2 separate regions of the Mus musculus genome follow, and region 2 is linked to region 1. Evidence: chromatin contacts called from public HiChIP or PLAC-seq data. All regions are on one chromosome and are shown on one strand. Each heading gives the region's core, a stretch centred on a gene start, on an enhancer-like site or on the middle of the called end of the contact. The rest is flanking DNA. Distances are from core to core; before and after follow the strand shown. Region 1 has its middle 28 kb from the start of Gm51485. Region 2 overlaps Lrrk1 (leucine-rich repeat kinase 1).

Region 1 (3,093 bases), core at 19-2,518:
AGACTTCATAATGTAATGGTTAGCAATTCAATGGTGTCAGAAAAATAAGAAAAATCAGAATATTCATGACAAGAGAAATTTGTTATGGTGTACTTTTTATTTGTGTGTGTTATTGCAGGTGCCTTCAGAAGCCAAAAGAGGGCATCAGACTCCCTCGAGCTGGAGCCAGTGGTGGTTGTGAGCTGCCTGACATGGCTGCTGGAAACCAAAGTGTTTCTTTGCAAGAGCCACTGAGCCCCATCTTCAGGCCCAAATTTTAGACATATCCCAGGGAGAAGCAGAATCATCAAGTATCCCCGATGAGCGGATTTTCAGAGTCATTGTCAATGTAATTGTCCAATGACAGGAGACTTGCTCACTTACAACATCCAGAGTGTAGAAAATTATGCAGCTTAAATTGTTGAAAAGACATAACTAATCACATTCAACTCTTTTTTGTGATGCTAAGGGAAAGAAGCAAAATACCCAACTCTATGAGGATGACAAGGTCCTTTTTCAAGAAAAAGACAGTGTGATGTGTGTCTGCAGCGAGTCCCTGAAAGGGTGAATAGCAAGCAAGCGCTTTGAGAAATCCCTGAAAGCAAGCACTTTGAGAAGATCTGACCCTTCAGCTTGCTGAGTGTTATGCCAGCTGTTTTATACTGTGAGCAAAATGCCAGACGGAAACAACTCAAGTGAGGCGGGACTCGTTTTACATCACAGTTTCATCATGGTGGGAAGAGAGGGAGTTGAGTCTGCTTTGGCAGAGACTCCTCACCCTGCACACACTAGGAAGAGAGGCCCAGCTGCTACCGTAAAAGCCCCCTCCTAGAGTCCAGCTTCTATCAGCCGGGTCCCCTTTCCTAAAGGCTTAGCCTGTTTCAAGTTAGTGTCACTGGTGGAGAACACTCAAAACATGACATGGGGACATTCATGCTTCGAAGTGTAACACTTCCCTACATATGAAATATTTTCCACCATGATAGTTCAGATTAAGGGGAAATTTTTGCTAAAGGGGGAGGTCCCTGAGAACTACAGAAGAGGTCCCACTGGGAATGTCTACTGGGGTCACAGGGGCAGCGGGTGGAGGCTGGAGCCTTCCCTTCTGGGATGTTGATAATGGATGGGTCTCTGGGTCAAAGAAGCACACAGGATTAAACTGCTGAGTAACACCCACTTTGTTTAGTTGTATTGATTTTTCTAAATGCTCAACGGAAAGCCAGGAAGGAATGCTGTTTTGTTGCCCTTCTGGAAGCCAGAGTACCATGACAGGGTTACTACATTGAAGGAATTGCCTCACAACTTGGCAAGCCTGCTCTGAAAGGCTAAGAGTCCTCAATGAAAGCAGCCCATTATTCTCACTCTTCCTCTGCCAGTCTTGTTCAAACTAGAAGTTGGTTGGGTACCTCCAAGGAAAGGGGGTGCCAGGCACTGGGACACTCCATGATACTCGATTCTGAGCTTAGACTCCCTGAAGACTCCATTCTGTCTACAAACCATCACCAAGCAACCATGGACCCAAACAACCACATACTCAGGAGCAGGAGGGGCCCAGTGTCGCCAGCACCTGAGCACAGATCGATTGCACAGGACATGGAATCTGGTTTTCTCAAGCAATTTTTTTCCCCTGGGGGGGACAGAATTAAAGACTGTCTTAGGACTAATCTCATTCCTCTCCCAGTTTTGGATGCTTTCGGCAGCCATGAGATTTTACAGTTCTTCCTGTTGGCAGCGCTCAGTGGCACGAGATCAATTCCTTTTGCTCTAAACAGGCACATACTTGATGTCTGAGTCCTTGGCAGCTAGTAATATGAGTAAGAAGAAGTACAGGTCACTTCAGATGCTGCCACCGCCAAAGTCAAATGAGAGGCCCGAGGGCTTATGGGTAAGCACGTGGTCCTGGGCAGAGCTGTTACATGTGGCTACCCGCTGCTACCGCAGGTTAATGGTCTGACCTTGGTGGCCATCCCGCCTTGGGGTGAGCTCCACCACAGCAGCTGCAGTGGTGTGGATGTGGTTTGCCTCCACCCAAGCTCTTGTGGAAAATTGGTTGTGACTTAACAGTACTGGAAGGTGTGGCCTTGAAGAGATGGTTGGGTTGCTGAGAGGAATTAATGCCTCTTGTGAGGCTGGTTCTTGTAGACACTGATTCTCTCCCTGAGTGTGGGTTTTAATGTATGCGCAACTTCCTCACTTCCTCGGTGCAGTGGTTTCAGTGAGATGGCCTCCATAGACTTGTATGTTTGAAGGTTTGATATCCAGTTAGTGGAATTATTTGGGAAGGATTAGGAGATGCACCCTCACTGGAGAAGGTGTGACTTTGTTGGAGGAGGTGTGTGTGTCATTGGGGTGGATGGTTGGGGCTTCATAAAGAGCATGCCAGGCCCAGTTTCTCCCTCTATGTGCCGCCTGTGGACCAGGATACAAAGCTCTTGCTCCAATGCCATGCCTGTCTGCCTCCTGCTTTGGCCCTCTAAATTGTAAACAAGCTCTGGACAGTGGGTAGACAACCTAGTCTTACCTTTCTGGTCCTTGATGTTTTTAGATCTTAAGAGACAAACTCTATCTCATGGTTCAGTGTGATGTCTACGATGAGATTTTTGTAGATTCCTTTATCTAATCAAAGAATTCCCTTCTATCACTAGCTTATATAACATTTCCTGTATGAATAGATGTTGAGTTTGTACTAACCCGTTTTTTTAAATCCATCGATACATAGAATCTTCTTTCTTGTGTCAATGTGGTAAATTATACAAACTTTTGAATATTAACCTAAGCTTTTATCCTGGAATATTCTTTTTATAGATCATGAGATTGATATATCAAAATATTAGCCATTATTGATTGGCTGATATTTTAAGATTATACTTGTATTTATGAGAATGATTAAGCCGCAATTTTACTTTTCATAATGATCTTTCTAGGTTTGGGTATCAAGGTTTTCTTGCCTATATGTTGATATGTTGATTGTGTTTTCTTTCTTCCTTTTTCTTTTTGTTTCTATTCTCTGGAAGAGTTTTTATGCAATTAATGTTATTTATACATTAAATATGTGGATTGATGCCCTGAAATCATCTAGGTCTGGATATTTCTTTATAGGAAGGATTTGTAATT
Region 2 (3,228 bases), core at 67-2,566, 530 kb after region 1:
CTTTCCCCTGTACTAGGGCATATAAGGTTTGCTAGACCAAGGGTCCTCTCTTCCCAATGATGGCCGACTAGGCCATCTTCTGCTACATATGCAGCTAGAGACACGTGCTCTGGGGGTACTGGTTAGTTCATATTGTTGTTTCACCCATAGGATTGCAGGCCCCTTCAGCTCTTGGGTACTTTCTCTAGCTCCTCCATTGGGGGCCCTGTGTTCCATCCAATAGATGACTGTGAGTATCCACTTCTGTATTTGCCAGGTACTGGCAAAGCCTCACAGGAGACAGCTATATCAGGGTCTGAGACCAAAGATTCTTAAGAGTCGTGGTTAGTGGTGTCTGCCTGGAGTACACAGAGCACCACTGGGTACTTCCTCCTTGGGCGGTGCCCAGAGAGACAAGACAATGGGTGACCTGATCTGCCTTAGCCACATGTCCTCAGAAGCCGAGGATGGGCTCCCTGGGGTCCGCACATAGGGAACTCATCCCTGTGTGCCTTGCCGTATTCAGGCCCACTGAGTGACCTCAGTTGTACAGTTTGGACCCCTTGGGATCTCCACACACACAATTCATCCACACGCTTTGCTGTATGCAGGCCTACGGGGTGGGGGTGGGGCTATTCCCTTGGAAGATGTCTTTCCTTAATGAGAGCAGCAGAGACACACCTTCACTTTTCTTGGTGACATGAACACAGATCCACCTACAATCTATGTGGCCCAAGAGACCCACCACATAGCTGTACCGCATTAAGCCCCCTGTGTGTTTCGGTTTCCCTTGTTGATGCCATGAGTCACCATGGCCAGAATGGTTGCCACCCTCTGCATTTCTATAAAAGCTTCCCCGAGTGATTAGCCCAGGGCCTGGGCTGGGATGTGAAGACCTCTGCTCAGTTCCCAATATGAAGAAAGAGACCAGGGGAAAACAGGAATTTTACAGAACATAGTGTTGAGATTCAACGCGTCTCCATCCCTCTTTGCTGGCTAAGCTATACTGCGAGGCGCTGGTGTGAGGGATAGCCTCAGAATAGGGAAGTGGTAAAATGGTAAGAAGGCGTGGCCAGTTAGCCACTGTGGGCACCAGTGACAAGGGTTCTCATTCAACAGCGCTTTAATTTCACCTAGCCATGAATACAAGTGGGTTTCTTCCTTCGTCCCATGCTTGCTTAGGGGAGCCTATGACTTGATAGCCCTTCTTTTCTGCGATACGCATGTTGAAGGGATGCTTGCTGTCTTTTGGCCTTCTGGATGATCTGAGCAGCTTGTCTGCGATTGCTAGGGGCTGCACCTGGGTGTTTAAACATGGTCTCATTTCCCAGGCAATGTGGTCTGTGAGTCACCACCAGGCCCTACAGGGAGTGCCCTAATGCTTTTGGTGAACAGTTAGCAATCCCTTGCTCTGGGTCTCACAGGGTCTTACAGCCTGCCTGAAGACTCTTAGAAGGCAGTGGTCCAGTGCTCAGGACACAAAGTCTCTCCTTAGAGTGGTGGCGCTCCGTGGGAATCTCTGGAGGCCAGATGGAGTCCATCTCTGGCAAGCGTCAGAGTTTTGACTGGGGCTGGAGCTCAGAGGTTGGGCACTTACGGACTGTATGTGAGACTCTAGGTTAATTCTCCACTACAGCCAAAAACAAAACAAACGTGCCACCGTGAGTGAAGTCCTGAGGGTCATTATTTTTGATGAGGAAGTTCTCTAAAAGGTCCATATGTTAAAGGAACAGTAAAGCTGGGCACTCTGGCTCTCAGAGTTACTGGTAGGTGGTGGAACCTTTTAGAGCTGGGGCCTGGGAGAGGTGTTCTGCTCACTGCTGGTGTGCCCACGAGGAGGATATTGGGGCCACATCTCTTCTGTTTCCCTGTTAGTTCAGGTCTTGGCTGTGAAGTGAACAGCTTTGCTCTCCCATGGTGCACTTCCCCACCACAGGCCCCAAAGCACTAAAACCAACATGGTGGGTTGTATACGGACTGATACTTCCCAAACCTTGTGCCAAGGCAAGGCGTTTTCACACTGGTTGTCTCTGGGTTTTTATTATGAATGAGAGGTAATGAAAAGCTGACTAAGGCAGGCAAACAAGCCCTTCCCTGGCACAGCTGTTTCCTGGTGACTATTCTCCTTCCTCTAACTTGGCTCAAGACCGCATGTCTTTGATGGCTCAACTAACCCTTCACTTTTTCTACTTATGTGTCTCACAAACTCGGAAAAAGCACATAGGTTCCCCAGGGTCCAGAGTGCTTTTTCTTACCACGGTGGACAGTGAGAAATGAAGTGCCATTGGACTCACGTCAAGCTGGAACAATCCCAGGGGCACCTCTTTCAGAGAGTTCTCAGAGAAATCTGCATCCCGAAGGTGGCTTTTCCAAAAGACAGCCATTTTGTCTGGCAGCGATTCCAGGGCATTTTTGGAGGCTTTACAACATTTCTAGGAGTTTGAGGGGAGGGGGAGAGTGGTAAGTAGATTTGTGAGTGTAGAGCTGCCCAGAAGTCTGTTTGTAAATCTGATGTCAGAAGTGAGGCTACTGGGACAGGGCTCTGTGACCACAGTGCAGAGTGAGGAAGAAGGCTTCCAATTCTCTGTCTGCTGTGTTGTCCTGTCCTGCAGGAGCAGGGAGAGAGTTTCCTAGGGGAGACAAACGTGCCTCATCGTCTTCCCTTGATCACCATCCGGTCCATTGTCCTGGGAAATAACGGACCGATTCAGAGCCACGCTCTCGGGAGTCAACTGCTTTCCCCAAGGACGCGGCCAAACTAGAAATGCTTAGTCTTTGGTTTGAAACCAACAGAAACAAAGCACAAATATTCCTTATGTCATTCATCCGTTTCAACCAGCCAGATTCCCAAGAAACAAAAACCTCATTTAGTCTGCAGAGCTCTGGATACAGGCCCCTGCTTCTTCTCACTTCTTTAGTGCTCTTGAGAACCGCACCCCTTTTGGCATTTGTGTTGGTATGCATGCGTATATCTGGGTTTGCATGTGTGCGTATGAGTGCATGTGTGCATATGCGTGCATGTGTGCGTTTGCGAGCATGTGGAGACCACAGGTTAATGTTGGGTGTCTGACCAGCCAACCAGGGACTCTCCTACCCCCACCTCTCAGTGCTGGGATTACAGGCAAGTGTTGCCATGCCTGTTTTTTTTTTTAAGTTTGTGACATGTATGTACGTATGTATACATGCTCACATGTGTGCTTGTGGAGGCCAGAGGTTGACATTAGGCCTCTTCCTCTGTTGTTCTCCACC

Evidence for each region. HiChIP or PLAC-seq counts read pairs in DNA pulled down with a chosen protein or histone mark.
Region 2: a contact with region 1 is called in a FOXA1 HiChIP or PLAC-seq map of pancreatic cancer cells. The contact joins two enhancer-like sites. A contact is called at or near these places in 1 of 15 datasets of contacts at CTCF or cohesin (embryonic stem cells), 2 of 484 Hi-C or Micro-C datasets (both in embryonic stem cells), 1 of 115 datasets of contacts at active chromatin or transcription factors (pancreatic cancer cells) and 1 of 9 other capture datasets (embryonic stem cells).

The regions. Positions count from the first base shown.
Region 1 is chr7:65,772,888-65,775,980 of GRCm38.p6, forward strand. No RefSeq gene overlaps it. Among named protein-coding and RNA genes, the nearest start is that of Gm51485, 28 kb to the right of the region's middle. Within about 2 kb of position 1,269, at least 16 of the 459 cell types and tissues checked have an H3K27ac peak or open chromatin away from gene starts, as enhancers often do. A contact at or near this core is called in pancreatic cancer cells, where this site is marked.
Region 2 is chr7:66,303,120-66,306,347 of GRCm38.p6, forward strand. Lrrk1 (leucine-rich repeat kinase 1) reads right to left here. Exons shown (of 34, transcript NM_146191.3): 10 at 2,274-2,411. Among named protein-coding and RNA genes, the nearest start is that of Gm45989, 23 kb to the left of the region's middle. Within about 2 kb of position 1,317, at least 80 of the 459 cell types and tissues checked have an H3K27ac peak or open chromatin away from gene starts, as enhancers often do. A contact at or near this core is called in pancreatic cancer cells, where this site is marked.